Linked DNA regions of Anas platyrhynchos: region 1 is linked to region 2. Evidence: chromatin contacts called from public Hi-C data. All regions are on one chromosome and are shown on one strand. Each heading gives the region's core, a stretch centred on a gene start, on an enhancer-like site or on the middle of the called end of the contact. The rest is flanking DNA. Distances are from core to core; before and after follow the strand shown.

The links. A called contact is a pair of places that touch in the nucleus more often than the background predicts.
Region 1: a contact with region 2 is called in a Hi-C map of skeletal muscle, with 2.2 times the contacts expected there. The contact joins two enhancer-like sites. A contact is called at or near these places in 5 of 8 Hi-C or Micro-C datasets (F5 follicle, liver, skeletal muscle and 1 more).

The regions. Positions count from the first base shown.
Region 1 is chr6:20,174,961-20,181,680 of IASCAAS_PekinDuck_T2T, reverse strand. The region is part of intron 6 of SORBS1 (sorbin and SH3 domain containing 1); the gene reads right to left. Among named protein-coding and RNA genes, the nearest start is that of PDLIM1, 73 kb to the left of the region's middle. Within about 2 kb of position 2,485, at least 7 of the 8 cell types and tissues checked have an H3K27ac peak or open chromatin away from gene starts, as enhancers often do.
Region 2 is chr6:20,027,608-20,035,167 of IASCAAS_PekinDuck_T2T, reverse strand. All of the region lies in intron 2 of SORBS1 (sorbin and SH3 domain containing 1), which reads right to left. Among named protein-coding and RNA genes, the nearest start is that of EIF3F, 5.9 kb to the right of the region's middle. Within about 2 kb of position 3,792, at least 1 of the 8 cell types and tissues checked has an H3K27ac peak or open chromatin away from gene starts, as enhancers often do.

The DNA.
Region 1 (6,720 bases), core at 1,236-3,735, 150 kb before region 2:
AACATGTCTATGTTTGCCAGGATGTCTTAACTCTCTAAAGGCCCTAGATTGAATTCAAAACCCTTTCAACCACTCCCACAAAAAAAAAATAAAAAATAACACTAATGAGAGCAAGAGTGACTCCGGGTAATTAAATGCATCCCAGGGCATGAATAGGAGTAGGTATCACAAGCTGTACAATTGTGCATAACCAAAGACACTGATCTGTGAAACATGGGAGAAAGGGGATACAACACCTTCCCCACCTTCTCTCCTTCCAAGTTGCTAGGAACAAGAAGCTGAAGAAGAGAATTGGAGATATTTGTTTTCCTGTTACTAGAACTGGAATCAGCAATACAGCATGGTAAGAGGTAGAAATTGTCTTCAGGGAAGGAAATTTGCCCTTTTGCCCGAAATCCCCCCATTCTTATCCAGTATTCATTTTGTATCAGCCGGAGTATAATGAGCATGTTCAACAGATAATCAAAAAGGAAAATAAAGAAAATTAAACAAGCAGATATAGTAACAGACTAGTCTGTAAAACTACCCAATACCTGGGCTCCAGGCACGTCACTCTAGGAAGAGCTACCAACACCGAATTATTTTATTCATTAAAATGTCCACATAAGATATACATTGTGGGCCAGGGAAGGCTCAGCAAGACACAGCCCAACTTGAAGCTGATCCCACCAGAACACAGTGTGGGTTCAGGGGGTACAGTCTCAAACCACCTGAACAGGAACTTAAAGGCCCGCTTCCCTACTTTGCCTGCCAATACAGGATCTGTCTTTGATTTCTACCAACCATATCCTGGGTACAGCAGGCACAGCACAGCCAGCTGGTTGAGGGAAGTGATCATCCTGGTGCAACCTCACCTGGAGCACTGTGTGCAGTTTTGGGCACCGCAGTATAAAATTATCAGTCAGTGTCAAAATAAGGGTTACAAGGATGGTGAAGGATCTAGAGAGCAAGATGTATGAGAAGTGGTTGAAGTCACTTCGCTTGTTCAGCCTAGAGCAGAGGAGACTGAGGAGAGGCCAAGAAACCCTACACCTACAAACCTCAATTATTTCGCCTTAAAAGAACAAATTACTTTCTCACAAAAAGTGATCTGAGATTAAAAATAAAGTTGCAATTACAGAAATAAGCTTTCTAAAATTAAATGAAGGTGTACAAACTCATTAGTACTAGATGTAGAAAAATGACTTTTCTACATATCCCCATTCTGATTTCAGAATTCAATTAAAATAACAAGCATTCAGCGTTCATTAACTGTGAAGCCAATCAGCATTACTCAAGCACTCCAGTGAATGCACACTTAACACAGGTTCCCTTACAAAGAATGGATTCAGAGGGCTGGGGGTTACCATAAACAGTCCAGAGTGCTTCAACTCCTGTAACTCCAGAGGTTCAGTTTTAAAGTTGATTTTAAAGTTGATGTAGGTCACTTGCAGTTCTTTGTGCAGATTCACTGCGCACAGGTAGAAATACCTGCTGTTTAGATTGAAGAAATTATGGTGCATGTTTGAAGTTGAGAACATGCTTCAGTGCCTTTTTGGCATCAGGGCTACGGAGTTATTCCTACCTGTCTCCCACATGCTTAATCTAAACCACACACTGAAGTGCTGTTACATCCATGCTGTATTTTATGGAGTAGCCTAAGGCTGCTCTTGGGACCAGACACCTGGTTCAGACAGAGCACATTTGGCTCCATGGCCCCCACACAGCAGAGTGCTGCCCTCTAGCACTTGGGGATGTACACACGAGGTCAGTGCTCTGCGAGTATTTGGGTGGTGCATCCTTGAGCAGAGCATCTCTGCCAGGTTAGCCAGACAGCCTGCCCATGGGCTGCAAAAGGGATGGATCTGGAAGCACTTGCTGCTCCCAATTGCTCTAGAGAACTTCCTGTAGACACAGCGAAGCCGGTCCCATAGACATGGGCAGTATGCTCACCCACACCTCGTAACTGAGCCATTCAAAAGGAACCAGAAAGAGATCCCTCGTGTCAGTCTTAGAAACTGAAAACTGGTACTGCCAAGATCACACAAAACAAAAACCAAACCACACACACACAAAATCACCCAAGTATCTCCTTCCAGCTCCCTGACGTAACCAGCAGTCCCCTGTCTCCTTGCCAGGCTTTCATGCCTTTCCTGAAATACGACAGATGTAGCAACAACGGTTTCAAAGCTGCAAACATTCAAAACACAATGAAAGGTAATGAATTCCTAAGGGCATATGCCAGCAACTGTAGTCCTGAAGATGCCAGTGTCTGTACTTAATGTCCACCAGCTCCTTGCCAGTTCCCTCGTGCATCTAGGCAGATGTTCAACGGCTCCTTCCTCCCTTTCACCCCAGCACATTTCTCCGAAGGCTGCAGCTCCTTCCCTACTTGGTGTGGAAACACAGCACAGCGGATTCAGAGCCCTATTTAGGAGGAATGCAGATAAGTGGTGACTACTGCTGTGCAACATGTCTCTGGATTATCTCACATGCTCTAAACATTCAAGTACTCCCCCTGCAATGGCCAGAGGTAACAAACAGCTCATTAATAGTCCCAAGTAAGGACACACGCTCTTAAGTCACTGGTATCTCAGCTAAGAGTCACAGGCAGTGGTTATTTTCGGTGGTCTAATGTACACGTGGGGAAGAGTAATTTCCTTTGGTTTCTTCTCTTGTTACTGATAGCTTTGATGACTTGCTTAGGATTTAAAAACAATTGCTAACCACAAGCATTCAAGATTTATCAGACAGGCCCCTTAAATCCCTGAGACTCAGACTCCTACGTTAGCTTCCCAGTTTTGAGTTTTTATATTTGCAAAAGTTTCTCTCCATGTACAAGAGCTTTAAGAGTTTAGTGGCTGCATTTAAAAGGAAAAAAATCTTATGTATAAATAATCTATGAGATAAGGCTTTTAGAAAAACGAGAGACTTTCAGACTTAAGGGAGGATCGGCAATCACAAAAACTCGTCAGATTTCATACATCACTGATGGCACTCAGTCTTTTAGTCCCTGGCTCAGACCCTTTCTCACATTGTCACCAGTGTTTCTGATCCAGATCCTCTGCTCAACCAGCTGTGCTGGCAACATGGGTTCCCAAAGCTGGAAAGAAGGCAAAGGGCTGCGCTGCAGCCAGTGTCTCCTACCAGGAGGTTCTGTTTAAAGGAAGTCTCTGGAAAGTACATCTCTGCTGCACCTCTCACACTGTCATATGAAATGTGGCAATAGAAAATAACTAGAATCTAATAGGCAGCTGCAGGTTAACCCATGCAATCATCTCTCTCTAAGTATCATTATTCTCTTATCCTGAAATAAGAGAGAAACGTGTTGGCTGTCATTTTTATTTTAAGAGTTAAAGAACATTCTGTCATTCCTTCAGAAGACATTATGCTCCTAAGAATAAATGTCATGAAAGGACTATGAATAAGCAGTACACAGAAGAGTCATACTGATTCTGAACAACACAGCCTCCCCACACTCCTCAGCAAGTGTTAAAACAGCAAAGAGAGAGCAGCAAAGGCTCAGCTACATGAAACAAATGGCAGCACTGAACACAAGCTGAAATAGTGTGTTCTTATAAATAATTGAACTTACAGCTGTTGGAATAAACAAGCATAGCACATTTCATATGCAATATCGCTGTCTTTTTTTTTATATGGTGCTTGTTTGTTTTCTTCCTAATGGGTATATCTGGGGCATGTGCCAAGTTCTGTGCAATTTAGCAGTAACATGTCACTGCATAGATAAGAAAAGTCAAATAGGAAATGTAAACCGGGAGATGTGGCTTTAAGAAACCAGATGCTTTTGAATCAAGTCATCTTCCAGTCACCAACTTCAGAGTAAACAAAATTTACCAATAACCTGAGTTGAACTGAGTTCAAGGTCACCACTTTGGAACACAGGGCAGAAAAGGATCTCCGGGGTCATCAAAGCCTACTCCCATGCTATTGCAGGCAACTGTGTCATACAATCCTGGGCAGGAACATTTCAAGTTCCAGCTTGAAACTGGTAACATGGCCTGCCTCCACAACTCCTTTCTTATAGCTGGAACAAAGTTTCTGACTTGCAGCCTAAATTTAGTTTACAAACAGCTAGCACTCCACTGTTTTGCATGAACATTGTTTTTCTGTTTCAGTAGCACGTGTGCTCCCCCCTCCATGCATTTTCAGAAAGAGATCGCACCTCAGAGCCTTCATTTCACAAACCCATAAACAAATGTTTCCAAAGCAACTGGTCTGCATGTTGTCATCCAGCTCATTACAATCTAGTAAACAGCAGTAGGTTTTAAAAGGTTGGCAGTCCAAACCCTAAACTCTGCTTAATATCACAGAAGCAGAGCAAAGCCTACAGCTGGCACGCCCAAGAGCTGAAAAGGCAAGGTTTAAAATGCAGATCAGCTTCTTTGGTCCACTCTAATTCTGGCCTGCCTACTAGACACAGCTAGTTCAGACAGTGACTTGATGTCTACACAGACCTCCCTTGTAAAGAAACAGACTGGAAAAATTTCATCAGCTGCTGAACCCTCATTAAGTGATGAGGGCTTATACCTGCAGGGTTTCGGGGCTCAAAGGTGGCTCCTGCTTGAGTGAGCCATCAGCCTTCTGCTCAGCCACAGATCCAGGGCTTGTAAAACAGCAGTCCAGAGGGTTGCTTGGCACAGAGGAGACAAATTAGTAACTTGACATGCAGTGGGTCACTGGTTCCCTCTGAATAAGTTAACCACTCTTATCAGCAGCTTTCCAGTCAAAAACATTTCTTCTTATGACAATAGGTTTTTAAATGCGCTGTAACTGGGCTTTGACTTCCTCCTGAGTCTGCCATGACCACCCTTTATTTTTTGTATTTTGTGGCTGAGATCACAGTGACGTTAGCTGCAGCTTGGGTATCATCTGTGCCTACTAAAGAAACAAATGCTTTTGTGCCGCACCTATATGCCCAAGCAGCTCATAGAACATCGCAGATTCAGACAGAAAAAAAATCTGGAATATTTTAAAGTCTTGTACTCATTTTAGCAGGAGATCCAAGGCACGGCATCTGAGAACATTAGAGATGGGCTTTTCTGCTCAGATGTATCTGTGATAAGTACGCTAACACCTCATGAGCAGCCTGTGCATGGGAACTCTGGGCACAGCTCTCGGATTGCCAGCTCCAGAGGGAAAGCAGCAAATGATTTAACAGCCTGCCACAACCTGGGACAGTTCAGGACACTTAACTGAGACACAGGAACTCAAGCAGGGCACACATAGCTACTGAAACCACAATTTACAGTTAATAAGGGGAAATTAATTCAACGCCAGATTTACCTTTCTGCAAAAGGGAAATCTTTTGGGCAATCTGCAGTGACCACACCTAGCCACGAGGATGCTGGTTTTACACTTCAGCTGGAAGAAACAGAAGATTCATTGAGTTCCATCTGGTTTGAGACTGTTTGTACGCTCTGTGCAGCTGGGGTGCTGTGTGCTGTGCTCAGCTCTGTGTACACCTCTGATATGGGGCCACTTGTGTCTCTGCTGAACAATTGCTGTAAATAAACAAACCCAAGTTCCAGAAGCCCTAATTATGTATAACAATGGATCTATTCAGCCAACCACAGGATGGAGGGGCACACATACACTACATCGCATTTAATACAGTGAATGGCATTCTGTAAATACAATTAATTAGATCATCTAAACAACATCCAGCAGCTTCTCTTGCATGATTTTGTATAGTGAAGACTACAATGGCTGTTTTCACTGCTGTCATATGCTCCCAAACAGTGAAGTAGTAAATAAGTGGAAGTTGCATTAAGTAGAAATATCAATTAGAGACTGACTAGTGTCACAAAGTTCAGATCTGCACTAGCCTATTTTTTTGTGAGATGTTTGTAGAGAAAAGATTCTTGTGTGCCTCGGACATATAAAGCAGATAACTTTAATACTACAGATCACCCTATACAAACCCAGATACATTCTGGGATTCCTAGTTGTGTAAGGCAGAAGAGTTGCACTGGTATTGAATGCTCACACTGGCACCCATATCGAACAATTTTTATTCCCAACCTCTGCTAGCACTAGCTGTTTTCAAGCTCTGCACAAACCAACACTAAGCTACACCTTGCAAGCCATATAGCTGATACTATTACACACAGAGGGAAGATTCAAGCCTCTTCACGCAATACCTGAAATTAACTGAGCCAGCACAGTGCAAACAAGGTGTGTGTGTCAGTTGTATGGGTGTTTTACGATGGCTTCAGAATAAGCAAAACCAGTTTGAAAGTTGCTCTCATATAAACACAACTGCAATGACCTCCAAGAAACCACAGGAAAAGCTAAGTTTAGGCTACGCATAAGGGGACTTGGGCATACCCTACCTCCACCTATAGCCCTGTCAGAGGTGCACTAGAAGTTAGACAGGGTCATTCTCCTTAGCTTTTGCCAAGCTGGAGGCACTGCTACTCAGGAAAAATTCCCGCAGAACCAGTTCATCTACCTAAATATCAGGCACAAAAAGGTCCCAGCAAAACCCAGAAGGGCTGGTCACTGTCACGCATCCCAGGCCAGGCAATAAAGCCACGCCTGCCAGGGAGTCCAGGCTGAAGTCCTGGCTGGCTAACCTCACTGGACAGCACTGCCTCTAAAGCCACCTAACATGCTGGAATGGGGACACAGTGATTCCTCCTCTGCTAAGTACTGAAAATGTTGAGAGAAAATAAAACTGCTGGGTTAAGTAATGGTCTAACACTTGAAGTGTCTCCAGAA
Region 2 (7,560 bases), core at 2,543-5,042:
ATATCTGAGCTTCTAACAAACTAAAAAAATTATCTCCATAATTCTCCTGCAAGGCAAGGTGGTGCTGTGATCCATATCTTCTTCTGATGCAGACAGACTCCAGGCTACATTCAAATGACCAATATTTCCATCCGTGCCCCTAAGCATAGTTTTTCCTACACGCTAGGTATCTCTGAAGGTGATGTCAGCCAATACAGGGACTGAGTGCAGGGACTGAGGAAAAATCTGACTCAGTTCCACTGAGCATAACATATGTCTGACCTCTACTTCTCTGAGAGCTTCTGTTTCCTTGTCCAATGTTCCAGACTTTCATTTGCTGGAGAGATGCTATACTACCTTCAAAACTAGTCTTTAGCATTACTTCTTCTTTTTCTAATCACTCATTCAATTGTTTAAAATATAAGCAAAGGAAACAACAACATTGCAACAAACAAAACCCTTCCTGCGAAAGTAGATAATTAATAGAGATAATATTTTTTATAATACTTTTTTTTTTTTTTTTTTGAGCTGTATTTTACAGACATTTGAAGCCATAGCAGCAGGCTTGCTCAGAATGAGAAAGAATGCATAAATGAACTGGAATATGGTGATCAGAGTGCAGAAGCAAGAACAGAAAAGCAAGCTGTTAGCACAGCCTCCCACTCTTTCCCAAATATTCAGAACACAGATGCCCTTCTGCAGGCCAGCACTAGCTGGCCTCGGGTCTATGCCATCCCAGTACTTTGTCTCATGCTGGAATCTTCTTTTCACAGGTTAGGACTGCGTTCCGACAGTTTGTATGAAGCAGGTCAATTGGATGCTTACGTCGGACATGTAGGCTCTGCAGACTCTCCATACAACCAACACTCAGGAAGACAACTGCCTTCAGAGGGCAACTGAGAGCATCTACGTTAGACTGCAGCAAGGTGCCCAAATCACCTGCTGAGGGTACTTATTTTACCACTGGCTACAGAGTGAATATCTGGAGTCCAAGCTCCAGATATGAGCAGTCATCTAAAAAACAGATAAACTGTGGAAATATTCCATGGTATGTCCCTTGGCCTAAAGTTATCAGAAAAGTATCTCCTAGTAACTTTTTGGCTACCGAATTTTTAAAATGTCAAGTGAGATATAAGAGGAATGAATATTAAACAGTACTTCTCAAGGCTGCAAAACCTACATGCTCCTACCATCCAGAGCCCTTGGGAGACACCTTATGAAGAAGTCAAAACAATGCCTTTTTCTGGGTAGGCCTCTCTTACCATTCAAAAATCTTTTGTTTCAGAAATGAAGAAGGGATTTATCTCTCAGATTTGCTAAAAAGGGACAAGCAATTGTAAATGCAAAAGGCTGGTCTTTCAGATAACATGTACTTACTAAATTGGACCAATCTGTTAAGAGGCTCCATAGAATATCCCAAGGCATATACAGATGAAATGTATGATCCTGGAAACACATTTTAAAGTGGGGAAATATATTTAGATTTGGTATGGAAAAATTCTACTAACAAAAGGATCTGGGAGAGAAGTTTTACAGTATTTTTTGAGACAGAATCCACTGCAGATTTGAGAAGGCAGAGAATGAAAAGGACAGATTTCTAGACAGAGCTCGCTAAGGGATGACAGGGCATGGAGAGGGATGTCTCATAAATTCTGCCATTGGCAGAGGGCAGCCTTGCTGGCAGCTCTGGAAACAAATGACCGGGCTGGTATTTCAGTGATGGATCAGCTCTTGTTATTTATTCCAATGCAAAAAAGATATGCAGAGGGATGTAATCCAGAGTATTAAATGGCAAATATTTGAGAGAATTAGAACAGAAAATCCCCAGAACACCTAAAACCCACCCTGGAAATGATGAAGTTTTCAGGTCAAATTACACTGTGTGTACAAAATCATCTGTGAAGTTGTATCTGCAAACAAAACCTCACTTTTCAGAAGGGGCCTGGATATCTCACCGGAACAGCCTTATTACTCATGTTCATGTACTCCTCTACCTGCCACAGGAACTTAGGTTGAGCGCAGAGGTAGAGGCTTGGGATTCTGCTGAAGTATTGAGCAGCTTGGAATTAGCTCTTCGTGCAGATCAGTCCAACCAGCCCTGTGCAGCTCTCTCAGCCAGTGCTGAATCTTGCTTTCTGATGCAGAAAGGCAGATTAACAAACAGATTATAGAAGGAGAATTTATATGCCAGTGCTTGGGGCATTTCAGATCCAGACTGATTGGCTGGGACAGCATTTAGCAAAAGCAGCCCTTGCAAATACTGTAGCACAGCCCCAACTTTCCTGATGAACAGGATTGATATAAAATACAATCATGTTTTGCTGCTATATCTGAGGTCTCAGCAGCATGAACTCACCTCATCTAAAGAATTACTTCTGTTTATTATTAGAAAACAGCACAGACAGCTACTTTCCTCCTCCCCCCTAGGCTAGTTGAACGCTTCCTCCCTTTCCAAAGTTCAGTCTCTAGGTCAGGAAATGCACTCTCCAGCTTCCTCTCGAAGCTGTCTCCTCAAAGAGCAAGGGCTTTCCTGTCTTTCCTCTGAAGACTGTCTGTGGGTGTCCTATAAGCAAACTTAGCCAGTCGAATATCATCAGTCAGTATGACAGAAGTGGAAAACTGAGATATAAATGTTAAATGACTTCCCCAAAGTCAGTGGCAGAGATAGGAGCGGAATAACACTATCTAACTGTTATCAAATGCTACGTCAGAAGAGCTAAGATACTGCCCAAAGCATGCTTCTGCCACTGCTCCAGCTATATGGACAACTTGCTCCTACCCAAGATGCCAGTGACAGAAATGCAATGGGCACTTCTGGCTCCCAAGCTCCTATATAGTAACTGTCCCCTAGATTTTACTGCCTCAGCTCCCATTTCTGTATGCAAATGATTATCTTCTCACCTTCTCCCTCATTGCCCCCATATTTATCATGATGCAGCTGCTTTATGCTAAAAAAAAAAAAAAAAGGAACCAGACAACACTGTCAGACATTAATGGTGTAAAAATCACTTCAGAGTTTGCAAACAAAATCCTTGGAGCTCACAAAATAGCAGGATTTTTGCCATTCCATCTCCAGGCAGGCTTCCCTACCCCATGAAATGCAATTCAGATTTTCCAGTCTAGTTATTTCACCTCGTATGCAGGTTCCACCTCAAGGTACCAAGTCAGAAGCTGTGCTGAGTGACGCCGCTTGCAGCACCAGTCCCAAGGGCCCGGCTCAGGGCCTCTGGGGTCACGTGTGATTTTGGTCTGGGCTGCAGTGAACAGAAAGTGGTGACTTTGACCCAAGCTGTAAATGACACCAAGGAAAGGACATGCTTGCTCATAAAAGAAGCAAAGCTGAGCTGTAAAATTATTTTGTAAAACCAAGGGACCAGAGGGAAGAGATTATATTTTCCCACAAATGGCACTAAGTGTTACAAGTGTGAAAAATGTTTAATATTTGAAATCTGCCTGCACAAGGACTTCCATGCGTATCTGCAATTGGTGACATTACATTTCACTCTATTTGGCTGTCAGTAGGTACATAAGGACATGGCACTGCTCTGTTACAAACATGTTTGAGCCAAGCACAGTAGCAGCAAGTTAGCAGCCGAAGGGGCCCTGTGTTGAAGGCTGCCTGCCTCACGCAGTGCGATTACACCGCGAGGATGGTAGCGCTGCCACACTTCTGCCCCGCGTTACACAGGAAAAAAAGAAAAGCCAGGAGTCACATCTAGATTTTCTTTGCTTCTCACTGCAGGGGGTAGGCAGGAGGAATGTAATGTAATATCATGACACGAGTTTGATCTTGCAAAGCAGTGTGTGTAACTGCCTTGAGAGGTCAGTGCGAGCACATTCTTTCTTAGTTTTAAGCCCGAGCAGTAGATAGCATGCCTCTGACCTGAAACCTGACTCTGAGCATGATTTCAGTCAAAAGCAGAAACTAATCACAGCCATAGATCATCCAGATGCTGGAATGTCCTGAAGCAGCTGGAGAGCCTGTGTTTTCACCAAGGGCCCCAAATACCTTTCATTATCATATATTTCAGTTAAATTGGAGGTTGTACAGCACGTCTCAGGCTTGTACCACTATGTCATCCATACCTACAGCTCCACGTGCCATTTTTCTGTGAAACACCACACAGAAACATTAATTTCACCTCAGTTAATTCTACCTCATGATCCTACCTTAATTTTATAAACTAAAGAAAGAAACTGGCATGCCACAGAAACATCTACAATAAATATGAGAGGCAAAAGTGCCACGCACAAACTTCTACTCACACAACTCACCTCAAACCAGGCCGAGTTAAGTCACTAATTAATCAGAGTTAAGTGATTACAAAGGTGGTGGTTTGGTTGTCTGCGGATGACAAAACAGCACCTGCCAGCAATGATGGGCACGGCCAGCTGCCAGCAGGGTGCAGGGGTACACCACAGAGCCTCACCTTCCCCAAATCCAAGCTCCTCTTCCCTGCCCCTTGTACACATGCAGAGATGAGCAATCCTTGTCGCATCCCTGCGCTTCCCTCCTGGCACTTCTCCTGCATTCTCAAAAGCAAAGCCTGCACAGCAGCACACACAGCAAGGCCTGTTCCTGGTGCCTTCCCTTCAGTGGATCTGAAGCCCTCATGATGGTCTGTACAGTGCCTAAAGTAAGACAAATGCCTCACAGATAACTGCTCTGGCAACATCTCTCTTCCTGCAAATGTTTGCAATGTGTCTGTGTAAGCTGGGGTGTCACTACTGACTAGTTCCAATTTTCCTCAACGTGCTGGTATGGCACTTGACTTACAGGGCAATGCCTGCGCAGGGATCCTGCCTTGTTGGCTTCTCCAGCACCATCTGAGTAACCTTAGAGCCTGACGTGGGTGTTTGGACACCCCGCAGCCAGAACGGAGCACCGGTAAGAGGGGATGCAAGACTGCCCTTTTAAGCACCTTGATTTAATTCTTGGAGAACTATACAGTCTTGGCCAGGACATGAAAACAGCCAGGACCCTCCATCTAAGGATATTTCAGAGCATTTGCAAAAGCAGCTAACACAGCTAGGGATAAGTGTAGTGATAAAGTCAACACACATTAGAGTTAACAGTTCAAAATACAGCGCAGTTATTCAAGATACGATATATCTGATGATAAAGTATAAGAACCGTTCTCTAAACTATTCAAGGAATACATTTGACTGTGCAAAATTACTTATAATTTTTTTTTTATCTATTCTTTATTGAAGTACTAGGTTTACTATAACTCCAGAAAAAACAAGGAGGCAGAACCCCTCAAACCTACAAACTCAGCTCCTGTTCTCTGGGCCATGGAGTAATTTCTTACATCTCATTTCAGTGCCTTGAAACAGCTCAGAATTTTTTATTTTTTGCATTTAACAAGTTTTCCTCCTTTTAACAAGGCAATCTGTGGCATCTTTTTCTGATACAAAAGAGATGTAAATATGGCAAAGAAATAAATGATTTTTTTTTTTTTTTCAGAATTTATCCTTGGCAGCTATTCTGAAATGTCCTCCTCTATGTAGAAAATGAGAGGTTTATAATCATTTACTGGGATTTAGTATCAACTTTTCTCGCTCACTTATCAGAAGGTACTCCATTTTCTTGGAATTTTCTGTTACCTCACACTTTCTATAAATAAAGATTTCTCTTGTCCATATACCTGTCTGTCGCTCCTTCCTAAACTTTAAACTTTCTTTGTCATTTCTTATTTAATTGCCACCTTTTTAAATAATCCTCCAGTTTTTCACTAACAAAAAAAATTTCATTTTACTTTTCTCCACTTTTTTGCATTTTTATTCAGTTGATTCTTTTATTTTTCTCAGTGTATTTCTGGTCCTCCCCCTGCCCCTTCTTTTTTCTTTCATTTCTGGGTTGTTCCTCCAGACACAGAGCATTTACCCTGCATGTCAGAATTTAATGTGCTACAATGTGCCACTTCCTTTTCTCCTGGGTAACAGGCTATCATGTAAAAATAAAATAATAAATAATAATAATAAATAAGTAATAATAATAAGTAAAACAAAAACAAGTACACACAAACAAACAAACAAAACTTCAAAACCCACTCTATTTTCAGGAAAAGCCTGCTCCAACTTATTACTGATATATTCTCACTGATATCTGAGGGAATTACTGTACAGCCTCTTCAGGTTGGAAGTTAGGAGAAATTTCTTCTTGTAAAGAATGGTTTGGCATTGGAACAGGTTGTGCAGGGAGGTGGTGGAGTCTCTGTCCCTGGGGGTGTTTAAGGAAAGGTTGGCCATGGCACCTAGGGACATGGTGTAGTGGGTGACATTGGTGGTTGGGGGACAGTTAAACCAGATGGTCTTAGAGGTCTTTTCCAACCTTATTTTTTGTTTATTATTATTTTGTTTTGTTTTGTTTTGTTAGCTCCCACCATCAGAAGCAAAGGATCTGGTACATACAAGAATAATGAACAGCTAAATAAATGGCATGGGGACACATTTCTACAATTTAAAAATGTCAACATTTACCTCAGCCAATTACGTCGTACCTCTGGGGGTTTTCTAGTGCTTGGGTTTCTGTTTTTTTTTTTTTTTTTTTTTTTTTAAATTTCCACCTACATCCTTTGTTCAATATGTGTCTCTATTTCCCCATCTTCAGTGACTTTAAAATTCTAACTACAAAGTATCTGTTGCCCTACATATGCCAACTTGCGTACATTTCTCTCAGTCACTCTTCACTGCCAGTTATTCTGTGAAGTTACTTCTATTTTAGCTTGGATTTCTGTATTTCTGCATAGTGACTAACAAGCACACAGCAGTCTCCGGTGTGCTATTTTTGAACACCTGATGATAACTTTCATTATCACTCTAACATTAGAGAAGGGATATTTTTATATCAGTGTGGTATGCAATTAACAGTACACCTCATTATTTTTTGGTAGTATTTGGGTTTTCACTATAGCATTACCTCAGTAGTTCCCTGTTCTCTTCTCTGATAATTAAGGCAGTCCTGTAAAACATTATGCAAATGTGGGGAAGGGCTTGAATTCCTCTTGCTAACACAAAGATGAATCAGCTGACCCATTACGCTGGGAATTAGGCTGCTGCCAACAACCACCTTTCATCTACTAGCAATCCCAAAAGCACGGGAAGCAGGTGAGTAAGATGTTCCATGAAGACTAAACAAGAAAACTACTACCTTTTTTAATTAAACAAACAGAGAGGCTGCTGCCCATCACTACTTCCTATACAGAAGGAAGCCTGGACAGATGGTAGAACATTTGGGTCCTGAAAAACACAGATAACCCAGAGACAACACAAGTGGGGCCACTTGACTGTGAGTGAAGGTGAAGAGGGAGCTCTGTGAGCACAGCGAAGGATGGAGGCAGACTTGAGATCCCAAGAAGAAAAACTGACTTCCCTCCTTTGACCCCAAAGCGATTCAGAAAATGAGATTTGATATTAATTTTTTCCAAAATAAGAAAGATTAATGAAATGTATGTCAAGCTCAATGACAGACTTTTCTCTTGGCAGAAATGACAGAAAGGCTCTCCTAACTTCTTAGACACAACAGAAAATTATTTTTTAATAGCAGAATAAAAGTGCCAGATCTAATCCTACAAAACT